Linked DNA regions of Zea mays: region 1 is linked to region 2. Evidence: chromatin contacts called from public Hi-C data. All regions are on one chromosome and are shown on one strand. Each heading gives the region's core, a stretch centred on a gene start, on an enhancer-like site or on the middle of the called end of the contact. The rest is flanking DNA. Distances are from core to core; before and after follow the strand shown.

What was found. A called contact is a pair of places that touch in the nucleus more often than the background predicts.
Region 1: a Hi-C map of bundle sheath shows a contact between it and region 2, with 1.9 times the contacts expected there. The contact joins the promoter of LOC100277065 here to the enhancer-like site in region 2. A contact is called at or near these places in 2 of 25 Hi-C or Micro-C datasets (bundle sheath and endosperm).

The regions. Positions count from the first base shown.
Region 1 is chr1:95,282,234-95,288,391 of Zm-B73-REFERENCE-NAM-5.0, forward strand. LOC100277065 reads left to right here and starts at 2,439. Exons shown (of 2, transcript NM_001150732.2): 1 at 2,439-3,483; 2 at 3,582-3,970. The coding sequence starts at 2,532. The coding sequence ends at 3,628.
Region 2 is chr1:95,036,122-95,042,031 of Zm-B73-REFERENCE-NAM-5.0, forward strand. No RefSeq gene overlaps it. Among protein-coding and RNA genes, the nearest start is that of LOC100381684, 62 kb to the right of the region's middle. Within about 2 kb of position 2,755, at least 17 of the 20 cell types and tissues checked have an H3K27ac peak or open chromatin away from gene starts, as enhancers often do. A contact at or near this core is called in bundle sheath, where this site is marked.

The DNA.
Region 1 (6,158 bases), core at 1,189-3,688, 250 kb after region 2:
TTTTTAGTGGACGAGCTCCGAGAAAACTCGAGAGCAACCAGTTCGCGGAGTGCTCCATCCAGGGCACCGAACAGTCCGGTGCGCCACTGGCTGCAGCAAGTCTGTTGTGCTCCAAACTTGTAGAATTGTCCCACTGTCATTTTCTTTGTATGTGTATATGAACTTTATGCACCTGAGAAAAATATTGACTAGAAAAACTAGTTAGTCCACATGGTTTGTGATGTACGTCAAACACCAAAATCGATTATAGGAAATGTTGAGGCCATTTCCCTTTCAGTAATACTCAAACACTCAGCCTCGACAGGAATTAGGGTGTTATGCATTCCAGCGGCCGAACCTGTATAAACTCTTGTGTGATCTGACGTGCACTCGCACATACCATCAAGTCAAAATCAATGATGTCGTCCTGCCTAAAAGCATCATGTGGGGAACCCCGTGGTGCGCGGTCGGGTCATAAACACCGACAGAGACCCAATGTTATTTTAATAAAATATATTCTCTAAGTATGAATGGAATAACATTCTGATATGTTATACCTTTGACTGTTCAAAATCATATAACATTGACTCTATATCTTTATGGATCACTTGATTTAAACATATATATGAGGGTTTCTAATAGAATCTTTATACCATAACCAAACACAAATTCAAACATATATTATGTAAAGCTTCAAAACTCACTTTATGGCTTAAGTAGTTGGAGAGATTGTGGTATAACTGACTTAGTGAGTTCCTTCTACAAAAGGGATAAACTAACAATGATGATTGGCCATGTATTTAAATGGTACACGAGATCTTCTATTATTTTTCCATAGTAACCCAAATTATAATAAGGTTAGATACACTAATTCTTGCTATTTATATGATCCCATAATGGCCTATCACATATAGGCTTACATGAAGGAACAACTATTTCATGGAAGTCTTCAAGTGACTACCTCAAGAAATCACCGTGAAATAATTGCACTATATAAGGCTTTTACGTGAATGTGTTTGGCTTCACAGAATGATCAACCACATACAACAATCATGTGGCATTTGTGCCATCGATTCACTCACTGATATCCATGAAGACAATTCTGCTTGTGTTACACAAATATAGACAGACTACATCAAGAACAACATAACAAATATATTTGTCCTAAGTTGTTTTATCCCATAAATTAAAAAAAGGGTGAAGTAAACATCATGTAAACCAAATTATGTGATAATCTCAATAATTTATTCACGAAGCCCTTACCAAATTCATCGTTTTAGAAATGTGTTCATGAAATTAGTTTAAGGTGACTTTGAGATTTGCAAGGTTAGGGGGAGAAATATCTTAGACGTTGCATTATCCGGCCTGTAACTATCAGGTTTCTTTCTTTCTGGTGACGGTGCAGCTCGGCGCGAGGCTTGTCACGGTGGTGACGGCGGCGCCGGAGCTGTCGATGCTGCTGTGCGGGCTTGCCGCGCCGCTCGGCAGCGGAGACGCGTCCCACGAGATGATTGGCTTCGGGACCGGCTTCTCCCGGCCGTCGACAGCGACAAAGACGGTGTCTATCTCGTCCACCGGCTCCGGCGGGTGGCTCGCCCCGGAGAAGGAGCTCCTCGGCGGCGCGTCTCCGTCCGCCTCGTCGTCGCTGGACGCAATGCTGATCCTGACCTTGTCGAACTCGAACCCAAGAACCTTCTCCGCCGTTACCTTGCCGTCTCCATTCCTCACCCCGTCGCGCCGCCCATCTGGAGTTCGAACACCTCCGGGATGAACCGAAACTGGAAGTCCTGGTACTCCGGGTCGGATCCCGGATCCAGGGGCGCCTCCAGCTCCTGGGTGCGAAAGGGCGTGTGCGTTGCCGTTCCTCCTGGTGATGTTCGGCGTGCTGTGAGCGCCACCGCTGCATTGCGGCGTGGACAGCTTCTTTGGGTGTGTGATGTAACGGACAAAAGAGGTTGGGGAAGTGACACTGTAGTGGCGGAGACCATATTCCTTTCCTCTCACACTGTTCTAGCCTTCTAGGGATCTTCTCGTTCACAAATCACAGCCCACGGGCCACGGTGACCTTTTTTATTCTATTCTAGAGAAGGGAGAAAAGAGAAAGGGCCGGATTCTCCTCCTCTTTATTTATCGAAAGAAGCGAGGGAGCACAGCTTTCCATGATCTGATCCCAGATCGATCATTTCATTTGTTTTCCGTGCTATACAGAAGCTGACGAAAGACGGCCTCGCTCAAAGCGGCGGCGGCTGCATTCTCGTCCTTTCAGGCGCCGATCTCGTTTTCAAGAGCAGCGGAGCGTAGTCAGAGCTACTGTGCCAGTGCTAGTAGGGCACACGATGAAGCTGTGTGTGGCATTAAACAAAATCAAAAGAAAGGTAAAGGCAAAACGTCGGTAACGAAAAGCAAATGATGCTGCCCAACTCTCCCTCTTCCAAAGGAAGCAACGAATCGATCTGTTCATAGCACACCCGGCCCCAAGGCCCTCTGTAGGTGTTCAATTCCTGCCACTCCCCGCTTCCACTTTGGCATCTTGCTCGCACCGGGGCAAGGCAATGGCGCCGCCGCGTCGCTACCTGGCCGCGTTGCTCGCTCTGCTATGCGCGTGCACCACCACGATGCCGCCGGCGGGCTCCGTCGTCGCGGCCGCGAACGTACCGATCACTACGTGCCGGTCGTTCTGCGGCAACATCACGGTGGACTACCCGTTCGCGCTGCACCCCGGATGCGGCCACGCGGGGCTGCGGGACCTGCTCTTCTGCATCAACGGCGCGCTGATGCTCCACCTCCCCTCGGGCTCCTACCGCGTGGTCGACGTCGACTACGCGTACCGGGGCCTGACCCTGCACGACCCGGCCATGTCCGACTGCCGCGCGCTGGACCTCGCCCCGGCTGGGCGGGGCAACGGCTTCGTCCTCGAGCCGTGGCGGGAGCCGTACCTGTCGCCGGACCCGGACAACGTGTTCCTCCTCCTAGGCTGCCGAGCCACCTCGCCGCTGTTCCAGGGCTTCCCCGACCGCCACCTCCCCTGCCGGAACGTGTCTGGGATGGGGTGCGGAGACTACCTCGGCTGCCTCGCCTGGGACGACTACTACGCCGGCGGCGGCGGGCGGCGGGGCCCGTCGTCGGGCGACGCCGCGGGGCAACCGCCCGAGTGCTGCGCGCTGCCCTGGGGTGCCATCCGGGCGGTGAACGTCAGCCGGCTCGAGTGCGAGGGGTACAGCAGCGCGTACAGCCTCGCGCCCGTGCGCGCCGAGGGCGCCGCCGCGGGCTGGGCGTACGGGATCCGGGTGTCGTGGACGCTGCCCGAGTCCAACCGCGGATTCTGCGGCGCGTGCCGCGCCACGGGCGGGGCGTGTGGCCATGACACGGAGAGCCACGCCGACCTGTGCCTCTGCGGGGACTGGAACTCCACCTCCAACTGCGACTCCTCGGCCGACGCAGCACGGTCGGTCGCCGCCACGCTGCCCGCTGTCGCCGCGCTTCGCTGGGCCATCCTCGCCTCAGGTACGTACAACACGTACAAACCGTTTGCGTGCCCACACGCTGTCAGATTTCCACGCTCCTCGTCATTCGTCTGACTACTGTTCCACTTGTGTTGTAAGGATTGACGTCACTATGGTACTACGCGTCGACGACATCAAATATGTGATGGACGGTGGATTCATGCTGTGATCGACAACTGCCCTTCAAACAACAGTACACACCACCTAGAGAAAGACGATGCGTTTCAGGAGCTTGAAACGATCGAATTTCAGAACCCACGATCACTATCCATACTGGTTTATGTTTACAATCACTCGTAATGGACAAAAGGCCAAAGACGATCATGTTTGTTGTAGCAAGGATATTTTTCCCGTTTGGATGTATCCCTTTATGTCAACAGACTCGTTTGGATGTGAGTTTTGTCGCACATTAGTAGCTGCACGATGTTGTACGGGTCAGTCGGCTGTATACTGACGATGGTTTGATGGTTGATGGACATATGGTTAAACGTAGCGTCCGAGCTGTTTTTGCTTTTTTACAAAGTTTTCATTAATATAACAACGAGAGCTAATTCATTTGTCGAAACATAAGGCATCGGTGACACCGGCTAGAGGAGTCGGTGTAAGATCTAGGACACCGGCTAGAGGAGGGTGGATAAACAGTTTTGACTAAAATCACAAACACTAGAGAAATTTAATCAATATGACAATATATATAAATTCTCTAGCTAAGATAAGTAAGAAACCTAGAAGGAACAACAATAACAATACTAACAATAAACAACAATTCACTAGTCATAAGCTATTGCAAGAGAACGAGTAAAAAGCCATATTTTTCCCATGTTTCGGTGATTTGCCCATCACCCCTAGTCCACGTTGAGGTGGATTCCAAGCTCTTGCTTGCTCCAATATCAAGACACGGCTTGATCTTCTATCAAGCTTGTACCATAAGTCCTTACAAGGTAATTTTCTAGAATGTTAACATGTTTCAAACATGGCACGATTGCCTTGGGTATCCTCATGTAGGGATGATAAGGAAAATTATAAGCAAGTCTATTGTTCACACTTTATGTGATCCCAAAATTATCTAATCCTTAAATTTTGTGTGCACCACATGGCCACTAGAAACTAATTTTAAGGCCCTCTTACCTCAAAATTTATGACAAACCTTTAAAGTCCCTTGAACACATTCAATGTGACATATGTGGTCCCATTCAATCTTTGTCTAGACCCTTCAAGTATTTCATGGGTCTAATAGACACATATACATGATGGTATCATGTGTTCCTTATTTCCACATGGAACGATGCATTTGCCAAAATTGTTGCATAAGTTATTAAACTTAAAGCACAATATCATGAACATCAAAACCAATCAATCTAAATGGATAACATTGGTCAATTTCTTTTGATTATATTCTCTTCAATGATTATTGCACGACTTTATAAATTCAAGTTTAGCACTCAGTCCTATATGTTCATACTTAAAATGATTTGGCAAAATGTCTCATCAAGAGAATGAATCTTATCATAAGACCTTTTTATACAATTGCAAGCTGCCAACATCATGTTGGGGTCATGTAGTATTACAAGTTGCTAAGTTGATTCAATTGCATCGAACTGCATATCGTGCAACTTCCCCATTGAATCTATTACGTGGAAATACACCAAATATTTCCCATCTATGGTAGTTCAATTGCACTCCATATGACATAATGTACATCTATGGGTTCACATAGGAAATTAGGGATTTATGTCGGATATGAGTCTGTGTTGATTATTAAATATTTGAAACCCCTTATATGGGATCAATTTATGGCTATGTATATTGATTGTATCTTCACTAAAGATCATTTCCCAGCATTATGGAGAGGAATTGGAAACCAAATATAATGCCAAGGAATCGATTGTGATGCCATAGACATCTTCAATTCTGATCCACACAATTTAGGAATCGAGCTTCAAGTTCCAAAAGTCATTAAATTGTAACACATTCCAAATGACAAGGCATATGCATTTACTGATTATAAGGGTGTTAAAAAATCCTAAATTGTACATGAAATATAATAATAAGTGTAGAGGTAGTAAATAAAACTACTCAACTCCCAAGTAAGAGGGGGAGAAGCACATATATTTCCATGGATGCACCTTGTACCAAGTTAAAGATAATGAAGAAGGAATATTATAATATAGTAAATGCAACTCAACCTCAAGTTAAGAGACATTATGTGCAGGTTCAATTTTTGCATCCCACATCAATAGTGCACTAAATTATTGATGTTGGAACATTAGAACACCTTGATGCAATCATTTTGTGAAATAATTTTACATGATAAGGGTATATAAAATTTCCATCAATTACATTGAACATGTAGAATCATACGATAGAAAGTCTACAATTGTTGACATCTATTTCTTTGAAGCAATTGATAAAAGCAATTGAACCTATAGAAGCTGTTCTGACTCGCCAGAGGCTATCTCTGGGCGGGAGAAGCAGTCACGACTCGACCGAGGGGAACCTCGGGCAGGAGATGCAGTCACGACTCGCCTGAGGCTAACATCGGGCAGGAGTCCATGGGCCGCTTGATGCGCCTCCCGATGACTTGCCTATCAAGGCATGCCCTTGGGCCGTAACCAAGCTGGATGAGCTCGAACCAAGGAGACGAATACCAAACGACCGAGTTATGCGCAGAAGGAA
Region 2 (5,910 bases), core at 1,505-4,004:
GGTTTCGGGGCACCAAGACCCGGGCACGAACAATCACCAGTTGTGTTGGGACCAAGTCTCACACATATGATGAATCATGGCACAAGATCGAATGTCACATCTTTACTATATAATAGGAGTTCTGTACAAAATAAATAAATGATTACATTATAAGGAGACGACGGTCCAGCAACCCAAAGTTGACTGGGAGACGACGACCTAGACCTCTCACGAACTCGTCACAGCATCCTCCATGCGCCTCATCCTGTGGTACTTGTTCTTGACCTATGTGGGGTGTGAGACAGCAAGAGTGAGCTCACATACGTTCATCGCTCAACAAGTTGTGGGGAATAATGTGCATGAACTCGCCAAAGGTGGGAGCTCACGTGAAGTGTAAGGCTTACCAAAGAGGATGGCTAAAGCTAAGCATTGTTTTTAAAGTTGGTCAAAATTTTATTAGCAATTACTAAGTATAAGTAAATACCAACCTAATTAAGTAGTAGAACAAAAGTAACAACAACATCACCTGCGATGCAATGCATATGACAAATTGAATTTAGTTCCATAAATTAATCATGTGAGTGTCCAAGCTGCTCATGACCGTGAGCACGGCTAGTATACCAGTTTTACACTCTGCAGAGGTTGCGCATCTTTACCCACAAGTCATGTTACCCATCTGCCAAGAGACGGCCAATCCCATACACCTCTACCGAGGAGGCGAGGCAGGGTAACACTACGAGGCCTTAACAAAGTTCCACTAGCTTTAGAAAACTCGCTACAGTTTATAGGAAGCTCCAGTGCAGGAATCCCTCGCCTCACCGCCATCGCAACAAAATCATCCAAGGACCTCCCTACACTGACCACTCCCCTACTGCCCTTGCCCCTTTCGGGTAAGGTAGTCATCCACTAGCTTTCCTAGTTAATCAGCCAAGGGCGTCCCATTAAACCCTTGTGGTAGCACTGTTTTCCCGGGTGGTTCTCCATGTTCCCATTAACATAATGATCTTATCATGAACAGTAAATAATGAACAGATAATAAAAAGTGTAATCATGAGTAATGAATATCTCTATACCCAAAACCACATAAAGCAATAGCATGTACTACCCAAAAATCAGTGGTGAACAAGGTATAAAGATAGTCAAACTAGGGTAACCTATTGGGTCCCATCAAAATTAACCTATGCAGATCATTATGATTAATCAGAACATGACTGGGTAATAAGAAGTGATCAAGGGCACAATTTGCCTGTCACTTGAGATTCCAGGTACCAACTTGCTCTTCAGATGACACGTGACCTCGCGCTAGTCGTAGCAATACAAACAAACATAGTATGGACAAAATTGACATCACACCAAACATAAGAATAAATTGCATAATAATGATCTACGCGTTGTAACGAGATTGTGGGTTCGAGAACCACTAAAATCGGAGTCAAGTTAAGGAGTTATGGTTTATAAAAGATCTATGTGATTTAAATGTCAAACTATATTATAATTTGGTTAGTATAAATAATATGAGAGGTTATTCCATAAATAATTATTTCAACTTTAATCTAAGTTATAAATTGACCATAAATTATATTCTAGTGAATTATAATGATAAGCAGATTAACCAACATAAGTTAAATGGAGATCTAATTATATAGTAATAAGACATGGTATAATAAATGTTGTTATGGCATAGTACATACTTATACGAGACCAACACAACTTGAACGGATCAAATAAGAGTTAGAATGGATTTTCTATGAATTAAATAAGTTTCTGGATTTATTTTTATATTAACAATTCATTTTATGATTTAATTATGAATTTCTCTATTAATTCTAGATCGGGGACACTATTTTGACAAAGTCCACGATGCTCTGCACAAGATTTTCGGGACAAACTGTAATAGTTTTCAACAAGCGAGGATGGCGGGTTTATTTCTGAAAATGGCAGGGTCTCTTTCGCATAATCCCCGACCGAAGGGGTACAAGTGAACGCAAACCGCTCAGATTAGACCCAATGGTGCAGATTGGATTTGGGCACTTTATAAACCGGTGCGCGAGATTAACCACACGATCCAGATCCTACGCATAGGATAAGCTCGAGCGAAACGTTACCTCGACCATATGATCTGAGCCGCGCATTTCCTGATCGACGGCCCAAGAGTCATCTTCATCCTCCCCTCCGACTAAGCCAGATAGCAGCGCGCCTGCCACCATGGCGAAGCTGCCCGTCGGAGCACCACTGCCCGAGACCACGAGCCCAACTCCCACATGGGCAATTCCGCAGGCATTCAACGAAGCATCCCGAGCATCCATGCGCCAAGGCAACAGCACAACGAGCTGCACCGCGGCGGAGCTTTCTTCCCGGCTGTCGTGCTGCGGCGAGGAGGCCCGGTCCACCAAACGGCACAAGCACAGGAAAGTTCCCGGGCGCCTATGGTGCTGCGAATACCCTAGGACTCCGCACCATAATCAATCGCGGGGGAAACCGAGACAAGCACGGCGGTGGCCATCTACTCTCTCCTGGCGGTCTCTCTTCGCTCTCTCCCATAATGGCGCTTGCATGAGGATGCAGAAAACAACGTTTTTTGGAAGAACTGGGGATTGGGAGGGATGGCTCGGCTGGTCGTATAAATACACCAAAGGTGTCGAGTCCCGGCCGAGGCGGATGTCAGTTAGGTGGTTACAACTACTCGGGTTGTTACGATCTCTGGAGCTTCTGTTGATGTCCGTTTCGCTGCACGAGATGAACGATGACGTGAGCAACAGGAGCCCCACGCGCACTCGCCAACATGCTGACCTGAATTTGCATGATGACGTCACTACTTGCATCAGCATGACATAAGCTCCGTCTAGTTGAATAAAGAAAGTGGAAATTCACGTCTCCAATGTGGTACGTCTGGAGTAGTAGTTTTATCTTTTTTTTGTTTCTCATTTTCCGATTTCAGTTTTAAATCCCAACTTCAAATTTTTATTCCAGGTTTTAGACTTTGATAAAATTCACAACAAATAGACAAAATATCCAACATGAGATGCAAGTATTTTTTATTGATTATCTTACCCCGTTATTTGGGAAATTATTTTAAATATGCAATGCACACATGAAATGTTTTTTAAGAAAATATGGTTTAAGTGTTTTAGTTAAAATTTCATTTAAAGTGAATATTCATTACTTGATTATTTTAGGAGAAAATAATGTATATTCTTTCTATCATGAGTTACTTTAACACATAAAAGAATATTTTATATACAGTCTTAGAAGGGGATAATTCATTCTAATAAATTGAAGCCCTTTTCATTATTTCTTGAAATTTACAAACTGAATTTTTATTTCTGTTTTACCTTAACTAATATTGTTTAAAGTTTCTATTTATTTTTAGAAAAAGGTGGATTCCAAAGTATACCTATTCATTAGGGGCACTTTACTTTGATTCCTGTTACTAGTCCCCAAAATCAGGATTTTGGGCGTTACAGCCCATCAATAGCACAAGATGTGAGCGCAACTGGGCTGGTGCGGGGAAGAGAGTGGAGTGGGCCGAATGGAGCTCCGAGGCCCAGGTAGGTTCTTTTCTATTTCTTTTCTTTTTTTGTTTTTATTTCTCTTTGCTTTGGATTTCAAATTCAAATTGAAATTTGTGTTGCCAAATTCTTACTCAGATAAAATACACAAATTCAAATACCATTATGAGAAAGGTTTATTTATTTATATATGTAATTTCTTTGTATTGTATAGCATCTTCCTTCTCTTTCTCCAAATTCTAGTTTGTAAATTACATCTAAATTCCAAATGTGAACATTAATATATTTCTACTAACATTATTATTATTATTGTTAAATGCACACATAAATAAACTCCAACATAATGCAATAGATATATGTTTATTTTAATTATTTTATTTATTTGATAGATGTTAGAAATATGAAACACACTCCTATTGTTTTCTTTTCTTTTTAGAGAAATAGCATTTTGAATGTGAGATAAGAAGTAAAAGTTACTTTAAAATTAAATATTCATGTAAATAAATGCTTATGGTGCATCATTTAATGATATGCCTAATCATTTAGTTGAATTGAGAACTTTTCTATTACTTCTTTTCTAAAATAATTCTTGATTTTCAAAAATCCAGTCCTCAACTTTCAACACTCAAGTATAATTTGAGATATCTGAATTTGCTAATTTATTTCTTCATATATTTATTTTATTATTATTTTTATACAAATTTTGGGCCTTACATTATCCTTGTTACAAGGGTAAGCTTTAAGCTCTTTGACAAGAATATTACTTCGCCCAGACTTAACAAAATTGCATTCAAGCATGAATGAAATCTTGAGAGGTTAAACTAGGTTGGAAGCAGGGTTATGCATAGACATTGCTTTTTATTCCTCTTGTAACTAAAAATACGCAACATACGTACAAGAGGGAAAATAAGTACAAGTGTAAATGATAGGAAGTAGTTTACCCTTTTCGTACCTGCACATGGAGATACTCTCATGATTATACTTTGTCCTTAGTCTTGGTTACTTGAGTCCTATGCTCAAGACAATATATAGAATTATTTTGCACAAGAGAGAATTCTACAACTAGTGATCCTTTTCTTTAAACAAATCATTTCTATCGAATATCAAGCAGATCACTTAATTGCGTATATCTTATCCTAAATTCTCATTTTAACTAAGTCCATACATAAGAGAGACATCAATTGATAGTACATAAAGCATTAAGAAACATAAGTATCAATTGAAGATATTCAATGACAGATGTGATCAAATGAACAACATATGCACCAGATTATCAAATAAGCTTATGATAGGAGAATCTAGTAAATATACTACTTTAATAATGAAAGTTGTAATCCAAGATAAAAGTGATACTTCTTTACCAAAATGGATTGACTTGTAGTAGCATACTTCATGAGAAACTTATTCTCAAACTTGAGACTGCATGAGATGACTAAGAGAACATGTTAGTCTCAACATAATCAAGATATAGAAAGTGCCCCCCTAAGAATATTCATTGAAGATCTTGATCAAGGCATAGTGAATTTGCAATAATGAGCTTATGCCTGGTATTCTCCAAATGAAAAAGGTTTAGAATACTTACAACCACACCATTGATTAATTTGAAGATCTTATTGTCTAAGTTGGTGTGGTTGTTGTTGAAATATTCTTTTTCATTGGAGTGTCCGCCCTTTATAGTTGTCTCTTTTTCCTTTCAAATTTATTGAAAATACTCGAAAGAGAGATATTAGCAACACAAGGGAGTATATGATAAATGATGATTTCTTTAGATAAGAGATACATACAAATCATCATCCATAAGTCACACAGACATGATGTGAAGTCCTTAATATTAGTGCATAGCTTCAGAAGAACAATATGCACATTTTAGCATTTAAAACCAACATAGGAATTTTATTCTTCATATTGATGTTTCTCCACATAGGATTGATTAAAATAACTTATAAGCATATCAATATGAGAACAACTATTACAAAGACATGAATTAGATTCTATTACACTAGTGCACATATGAAAGCAATCAATATTATATGCACTTTTAGCGGTTTTAAGCCAAATAAGGAATCTAATCTTCACATTGGTAATTTTTTTCTTTAAATAAAAGATATTATGACAGTTTTAAAGAAATACCAATTGATAGGAACTATTATTGATTGGATATTGCTAAGGAAATGAGTTCTCATACCTTTGCTTTTACCTTTCTTCCTTTTAGGTGAAGAGCAACCTTCATGCTTGTGTCTTTTAATAAATTAAACATGCACACACTCTCTTGCAGATTTTCATAAATATGCTCAAGAGAGATGTCATTAGTAACACAAGCCCTAGTTGTCGGTGTTTAGAGTCCGACCGCACACCCAGGGTTACCCCTTGCGGTGCTTTTGGGTAGGACAGTGCTGTTGACTGTAGCTCAATGGTTCATGCC